2 separate regions of the Rattus norvegicus genome follow, and region 1 is linked to region 2. The links are chromatin contacts, called in public Hi-C maps. All regions are on one chromosome and are shown on one strand. The core of a region is the stretch at or near the end of the contact, and the rest is flanking DNA. Distances in the headings are between cores, read along the strand shown. Region 1 has its middle 30 kb from the start of Rnu6-884. Region 2 overlaps Ust (uronyl-2-sulfotransferase).

The links. A called contact is a pair of places that touch in the nucleus more often than the background predicts.
Region 1: a contact with region 2 is called in a Hi-C map of Schwann cells, with 13 times the contacts expected there. The contact joins two enhancer-like sites. A contact is called at or near these places in 6 of 12 Hi-C or Micro-C datasets (the A7r5 cell line, Schwann cells, frontal cortex and 3 more).

Annotation. Positions count from the first base shown.
Region 1 is chr1:4,904,765-4,908,242 of GRCr8, forward strand. No RefSeq gene overlaps it. Among named protein-coding and RNA genes, the nearest start is that of Rnu6-884, 30 kb to the left of the region's middle. Within about 2 kb of position 1,342, at least 18 of the 93 cell types and tissues checked have an H3K27ac peak or open chromatin away from gene starts, as enhancers often do.
Region 2 is chr1:4,600,886-4,604,261 of GRCr8, forward strand. All of the region lies in intron 3 of Ust (uronyl-2-sulfotransferase), which reads right to left. Among named protein-coding and RNA genes, the nearest start is that of Ust, 180 kb to the right of the region's middle. Within about 2 kb of position 1,261, at least 7 of the 93 cell types and tissues checked have an H3K27ac peak or open chromatin away from gene starts, as enhancers often do.

The DNA of each region.
Region 1 (3,478 bases), core at 92-2,591, 300 kb after region 2:
GCTTTGGGTAGGAAGCGCAAGGCCCCAGGTTTGGTCCCCAGCTCCGAAAAAAAAGACTGCCAGAATCCTCGAGAGATCAAGAGGCCACAGGATCACTTCAGCTTCCTGTCCTGCCTCTGTCTCTGGTCTCAGTGAGGGGAAGCTGAGAGGTGGGGCATTACAAGGAGTGTGGGGCTTAGTTGGTGTCCTAGAGGCCTTAGTAGGAACAATTTGCTAAGTCAGGAAGAAGCCAGACGCAGGGAGGACTTCTACTTCGTGGCCAGACGCCACTTCTCTCTGCCAGAAAGTGGTAGAGCTGGAACAAAATAGTTCAGAGAACTTCAAGCCCTGTGGGCGATCAAACTCTGCTGAGGTATCCTAGAATTGCACAGAGGTGACTCAGGGACACAGCCAAGAAAGGATGAGAAACGAAGTCGGTGGGAAACCAGATCTCCTGCCTCTCAACCGCTCCCCATGCTCCCTGTGTGTCATTTTTACTTCCAACTTCAAAGTTTACATTTTAAATAAATGATAGTTAAGGTGTGGATTTTTTTTTTGAAGATGTTAAATGGGTGAGGAAATTTTAGGTGAAATTTTCACGGAGTTTGACATTGAGAATCGTTCTTTTTATCTTTTTATAAAAGTTGTTTTTAGAGTGACAATTGGACCAGCACTTTCTTCTCTACTCCAAGACATTGTTCTCATAGCCTTTGGGGGTATGAAATGGATCCAAGGAAGGAGACGGTTCTAGTTTGCTTCTTTGTCACTGCAAAAAAACACTGACCAAAAGAAACTTGGGGAAGAAAGGATATATTTGTCTTCAAGGTTATATAGTCCATCACTGAGGGAAGTCAAGGCCAGGAGGAACTGAGGCAGAAATCATGGAGGTATGCTGCTTGCTGGCTTGCTCGACTTGCTTAGCTTTCTTTCTAATGAATTAATTTTTCCTGTTTTATTTAACATTTTATTGATTCTCCGTGGACCTCACGTGATGTACCCCAATCCTGCCCATCTTCCCATCCCCTTATACCCACCCTCCGCCCTTGCAACCTCCCCCGAAAAAAGAAAAAAAGGTCTCATTTTGGGAGGGTAGTGTGTCCCACAGCATACCCCTTAGTCCACACCTCCCCACTTGCAAATGCATGAGTCATGAGTCTGGCTCTAGGCCCTTGGCCCTTGGCCTCTGCCACATCCTCAGTCAGATATCGTTATTGCCCTGTGCCATGGAGAGCCTGTAGCCCTGTAGGACCAGCCCCTTCACGTGCTCCAGCAGTTCCTAAACGGGGTAGATGTTAGGGTGGATCAGAGCCCTGGATCTGGGCCTGGGCGATAGCCAGGCTGGTCAGCCTGCCAGCTCTCCCTCACGGACACCACCGCCTGCTTTAGCCTGCTTTCTTATGCAACCCAGACCCAGACTGTACCACCCACAGTGGACTGGGCCCTCTCACATCAATTATTCACCAAGAAAATGCCCTGCAGACATGCTCTTAGATCAGCATCGTGTGATAGAGGAGCTCTTACTGGAGGTTCCTTCTTCTTAGGTGACTCTAGTTTGTGTCAAGTTGACAAAAAACAAAAAAAACAAAAAAAACAAAAAAAAAAAAAAACAAAAACCAGCCAGCACAGAGGGCATACTCTTCAGAATAGACAGATATGTTCCCCTTGACCCTTGGTGATGCTGTAGCAATGGGGGTCATTCAAATATACATTTCACTTGGCTGTTTTCTATGGTTGTGCAGGCCCTAGTGACTAAATGAAGTCTAGACTCATTATTGTGACGAATCAACCAATGACTCTGTGTGAACTTGCCTTTGCATCCAGTTCCCACCTTAGGCTAGGACAACACAAAACAGTACTCCTGCAGGCTTTGGAAACCAGCTTTCCAGATGATATTCAGACAAGGGCTCAGTGGGAAGGAGCGGGAAATGGGTACCAATAAATTTAAAGAAACTTTCCTATTCTTGAGCATTTTTGAAAGTTGGTTTATATGTAAATAATGTGGAAGGAGAAGTTAAGTACAGAAAGCAAACCGATGTCAAGCTCAAGAAAATCAGACATTTTGCAAGAAAGAATGATAGTAGTAAGTGACTTGGGTTCTTCCCCCCCCCCCCAACACAGTATTTGTATTAATTATTTGGGAATTTCCCATCGTGCATCCTGATCGCACTCACTTCCGTTCATTCCATGTCTGCTTCCCCGCCATTTTGACCCCTTTTCCCCCAAAAGAGGAAAGACTGATAAAAAAGAAAAGAGAAAAGTTTATTTTGTGCTATCCATATGCTCACTGTCTACTGATCAAATTCCCAGTAGCCTGACCCCTGAAGAAAACCGAGTCCTTCTCCTCCTGCACCCCCACCAGAAGCCATCAACTGTGGGGAGCTATACTTCAGCATCCACATCACCATCTTTAAGAGTTCTCTTTGATGGCTTCCTTGGAGGGGCTCTCATTTTTTGGAGGAGGGTTGGGGTAGGGGTTGTCACAGAAGCCTTTCATGTTACTCTTTCCCAACTGTGCATCTGCAGTTGACAATAATGTGAAAGCTGCTGTGTTGCCCTCACAGTCAGCGGCAGCATGGATCCTGGACTTCTACCTGGTTTCTGGCAACAGCACAGACCACGGACATCCACATGGTCTCCAGCACATGCCAAGGTCCTCCAACTTGGTCTCCAATGGCAGCACTGCCCACAGACATCAACATGGGTTCCAAAGTTTGGACCATGGCCTCCTGGAGAAGTATGGACCAATGAGGGACTTTCAGAAAGGTCCAATCCAGTAAACGAACCGTTCCTCGTCACGAACATCCCGTAGCAGTTCAGAGCCAGGATGGTTGGGTGGTCGGGCAGCTTGTTCGGGGCTGAGTCTACTGAAGGACCAGGCTGCTGCTGGACGTCACCCTCCAGACCCTACTGGGTAATGACCTGTTCCTCCATTAACCGTGGTCTCTGATACCTGTGACACTTGTCACGCCTCTGGTTTCACCTCTCTCCCCTGTGCACAAACCTCTCCACTACTCCATCTTGCCCACCTCTCCATCACATATTCCTTGGTAGTAGCATTGGCAGCTGTAGTGTGTCATGCAATACACACACACACACACACACACACACACACACACACACACACACAAAATATTCCCCAAACAGCTTTACGTCTAAATGTTCATTTTTGGCTGACACACCATCAATACTAGACCATCTCTGAGGCTCCTTTTAACTATCCCGCTATTTCCCAGAGATCCTGTGGCTCTCGTTCTAGAGGACTGGCTCCTTCACAAACTCCATCAGTACGTAGATGGAGTAGATGTCCGGGTGGACTGACTCAGAGCCGTCTGAGCCTGGGTGATAGCTGAGTCGTTAGGTGTTGGGAACCTTCCTTCCCACCACCAGCGGAGCCGCATTGAACGTTCCTCATAGGAACACCCTAACATCAATGTCTTTATTGATTTCTCCAGGAATGAAACAGTGCTATGGGAGAAGAGGACTAGAGGTTGAGGGCGGA
Region 2 (3,376 bases), core at 11-2,510:
TGATGTGTAAGTTCTGTGGGATCCAAAGCACAGCCATGACACACAAAAATCCCCTGATCAACTAAGCCTGGGGAAGTCTAGGAGAAACTGGTGTTTAAAACGTATGTGCATGTATGTATATGTATGTGTATGTAATATATATATATAACATATGTATGCATGTGTGTATGTAGGAATAGACTAATGGATAGATAGATGATACATACATACATACATACATACATACATACATACATAGTAACATGCTTGATGTCTTAGCATGAAGACTAAAACTTAGATCCCTATCCCTCATAAATGGGGCAGGCATGGCAATCTGTCTGTAATCCCAGGCCTCAGGAGGTGAAGACATGTGATTCTCAGAGCAAGATGGTGAACTGGGAAATCTGGGTTTAGGGAGAATCTGTTCTTCAGAAAATAAAGTGAAGAATGATGAGGAAGATGGCCAGTGACAAGCTACACACACACACACACACACACACACACACACTCGCACATACATACCACACACACATACACTCATACACAAATACTCACAAAACAGACACACATGGTCACCAGGACATGCATACATGTGAGCACATACATACATGTGAACATGCAAATAGACACACAGTCACAGCACATACATATACATGGACACATACATGTGAACACACTAACACAAACTCACATATATGGTTACCAGCACATGAATGCACATGGGTGCACACAGGTGAACATGCGAACACACACATATATACTCAGTCATCAGTACACACACACACATATACACACACACACACACACACACAAGCCCTCAACACACACACATACATATACACAGTCATCAGCATATACATGGACATGCACATGCACGTACACACTCACAATCACCAGCGTGCACACACACACACAGGTGTGCCCACACACATGGGAACATACAAATACAGACATGCACACACACATACAGTATATATGTCTATGTCTTAAGACTGTCAGTCATTAAAATGTGAATAATCTCTGTGAATCTTCTAGATGAAAACAGGGTACAGAGGAGCCCTCGAATTTCTAAGCCATTCCCTTTTCCCTTCTTCCTGGACAGAGGGAGCATGGAGCCCTAGAGATCACCCTTCCAGGAAATGCTGACATGAGGACCTTGCTGAAGACCTTCCTCAGCCTGGCTGCTGCATCATAGAAAAGCTGCCTGTGCCACTACTCACTCCCCCGCCCCCTCAAAAGAATGTTCTGGATTCCTGGCCAGCATTTCCAGCGGAAGGGCGCCAAGACTCTAGGATTCCAAAAGCACTGCTGGAGATCGACCGTTGCATTATGGGAACAACCTTTGGATCTGGGTGAGCCCAGGTCCAGGTCAAGCCATCATTCGCAGTTGCTCCAGTTATTTTCAGAAGGTGTCAAATTATCTCAGTTTCTCACCCAGAAAACAGGGAGCGACACTTACTCACTGGTGTATTTTTGGCCCCAAATAGTTAAATGACATAATTAGGAGAAACAATTCACACGTAGGCTTCCCATTTGCTTCATACATCTTGGGAAACTCCAGCAGAAAAACCAATAGCAAAGTGATCTGCTCTTGCTAATCTTTTCGATGTCTGAGGTCAGTTTCTGCCACTCTCCAACCAGAATAACAGGTTCCTCTCCCTGTGGGATGCCTGTGGCACTCTGACCTTCACTATACTTAGGGCACAGTGCTGAAGTCACTTTAGGACTAGCAAATGGGCTGTGAAGACTCTTGGCCACCACTCCCTTGCCCTTCGGGGAGTGGGAGAAGCCTCTTCAGTCACACTAGATAGAATCTCCACTTTGCAAAATCATACAAATCACGCCCCCTAACTGAGAGCTATATTTAGATCTGGTGCAGATGAACCAGTGTCATCCTGAGTTTGTATTATATGTAACACAAAGATCCAACACCTGGCCAGCAGTGTTTAGGAGCGCATCTGTGGAGAAGGAATTGTTCAAAGTACAGTTTTAAAGGTGTGCCTATTTCTGTGGAAGCAGATGTAATAGGTCTTTATGGGTATCTGTAACATTTGGTGTCTTCTTGCTTTCTTCCCTGCTGTAAAAATCCCCTAGGCTATAAAGTTTTAACCCTTAACTGTTGAGTGTGCAGATGTGTGTTTGCACATGTATGAACACATGTGTGCATGATGATAGCTACCATTGAGGGGGAAATGAATATGCTCATTTAATCGTGGCCTGGAGAAATGACTTGTGGTTTCAATGAAATGGCACAGAAAAACTCAGCCCTGTAAATGGACATAGTTTTGAAGTTCACTCGTAAGTCAGTACTTTGGAACATGGAACATGTTTTCTCATGGAAAAAAAAAAAGGTTTATAGATCCCTGGCCTAGCACACGAGAGATTGTTTAACTCCTACAGTACCTGAAGCAAAGTTGTTATTATTGTTGTTGTTGTTATTATTAATTTTGGGAAAACAATTTTCCATGGGAATGATTTTCAGAGTTCTATTGCTTAAGGGAGAGAGCCACTGACCATAAAATTTTAACTAGTCTCCTAAATCACACCGCCTTTCCCTTTTAATAAATCACCCAGAAGAGCAGCTATTAATACCGTAAATTATTTCCTGAATACGTTAAGTTAAAATAATATTTCGTTCTCTGCTGTCATATGTACTTTCAAACTTTAGTAAAAGGGATCCCATGGAACAAAGGCAAGTCTCTCAGAACATCCATGGAGATAGACTAGGTCTGGTTTCTTGTCCTGTTTCTTGGCTACTCTCCCGTGTCCAGGAGCCAGGTCAGCTGGCTCAGAGACGCTGTGAGCACGGTCCTCTTTTATTTTCATGGCAGACTTGTGTATCCGCTTTTTCCTCCCAAGTCTTTTGCTTTAGTCTTTTCTTTTACTTGTCTTATAATTTAAGAGGAATCCGCAGTAAGTAATGAAATATAGGCTAGGCCACAGTGACCACAGGAATCAGAACCACATAACACCTGGAATATGCTAGAAGTTGTATAAATATATCACAGAGTCATGGTGCTACAAAAAACCTAAAAAGATTGTCTTGCCTGTTCCCTGGCTTCCAGACAAGCCAACCATTCCTAACAGATGAGAGCTTCCCCTTCAGAGGAGGTTCCCCTTCAGGGTGCTGTTGTCTTTAATCTTTTCTAGTAACCACCTATTTCAGTCAGATAATTGGATTAGCTTTTTATTTAAATTAGTTTATTTATGATTATACCTATTTAAATCAGGGAACGAAGTAGGGTTATCTACTCAAAACTCCCACAGTGTGTTCTGCATTAGAATTCCGTGTTCTTTCCCTTGGGATGTTCCTGAACATTCTAGTGTCTGATCCTTCGGGCCTTTCTTCTGTTTCCTCTGGGCTGTTTGCACACCTTCAACAGGGGCCACCTGAATC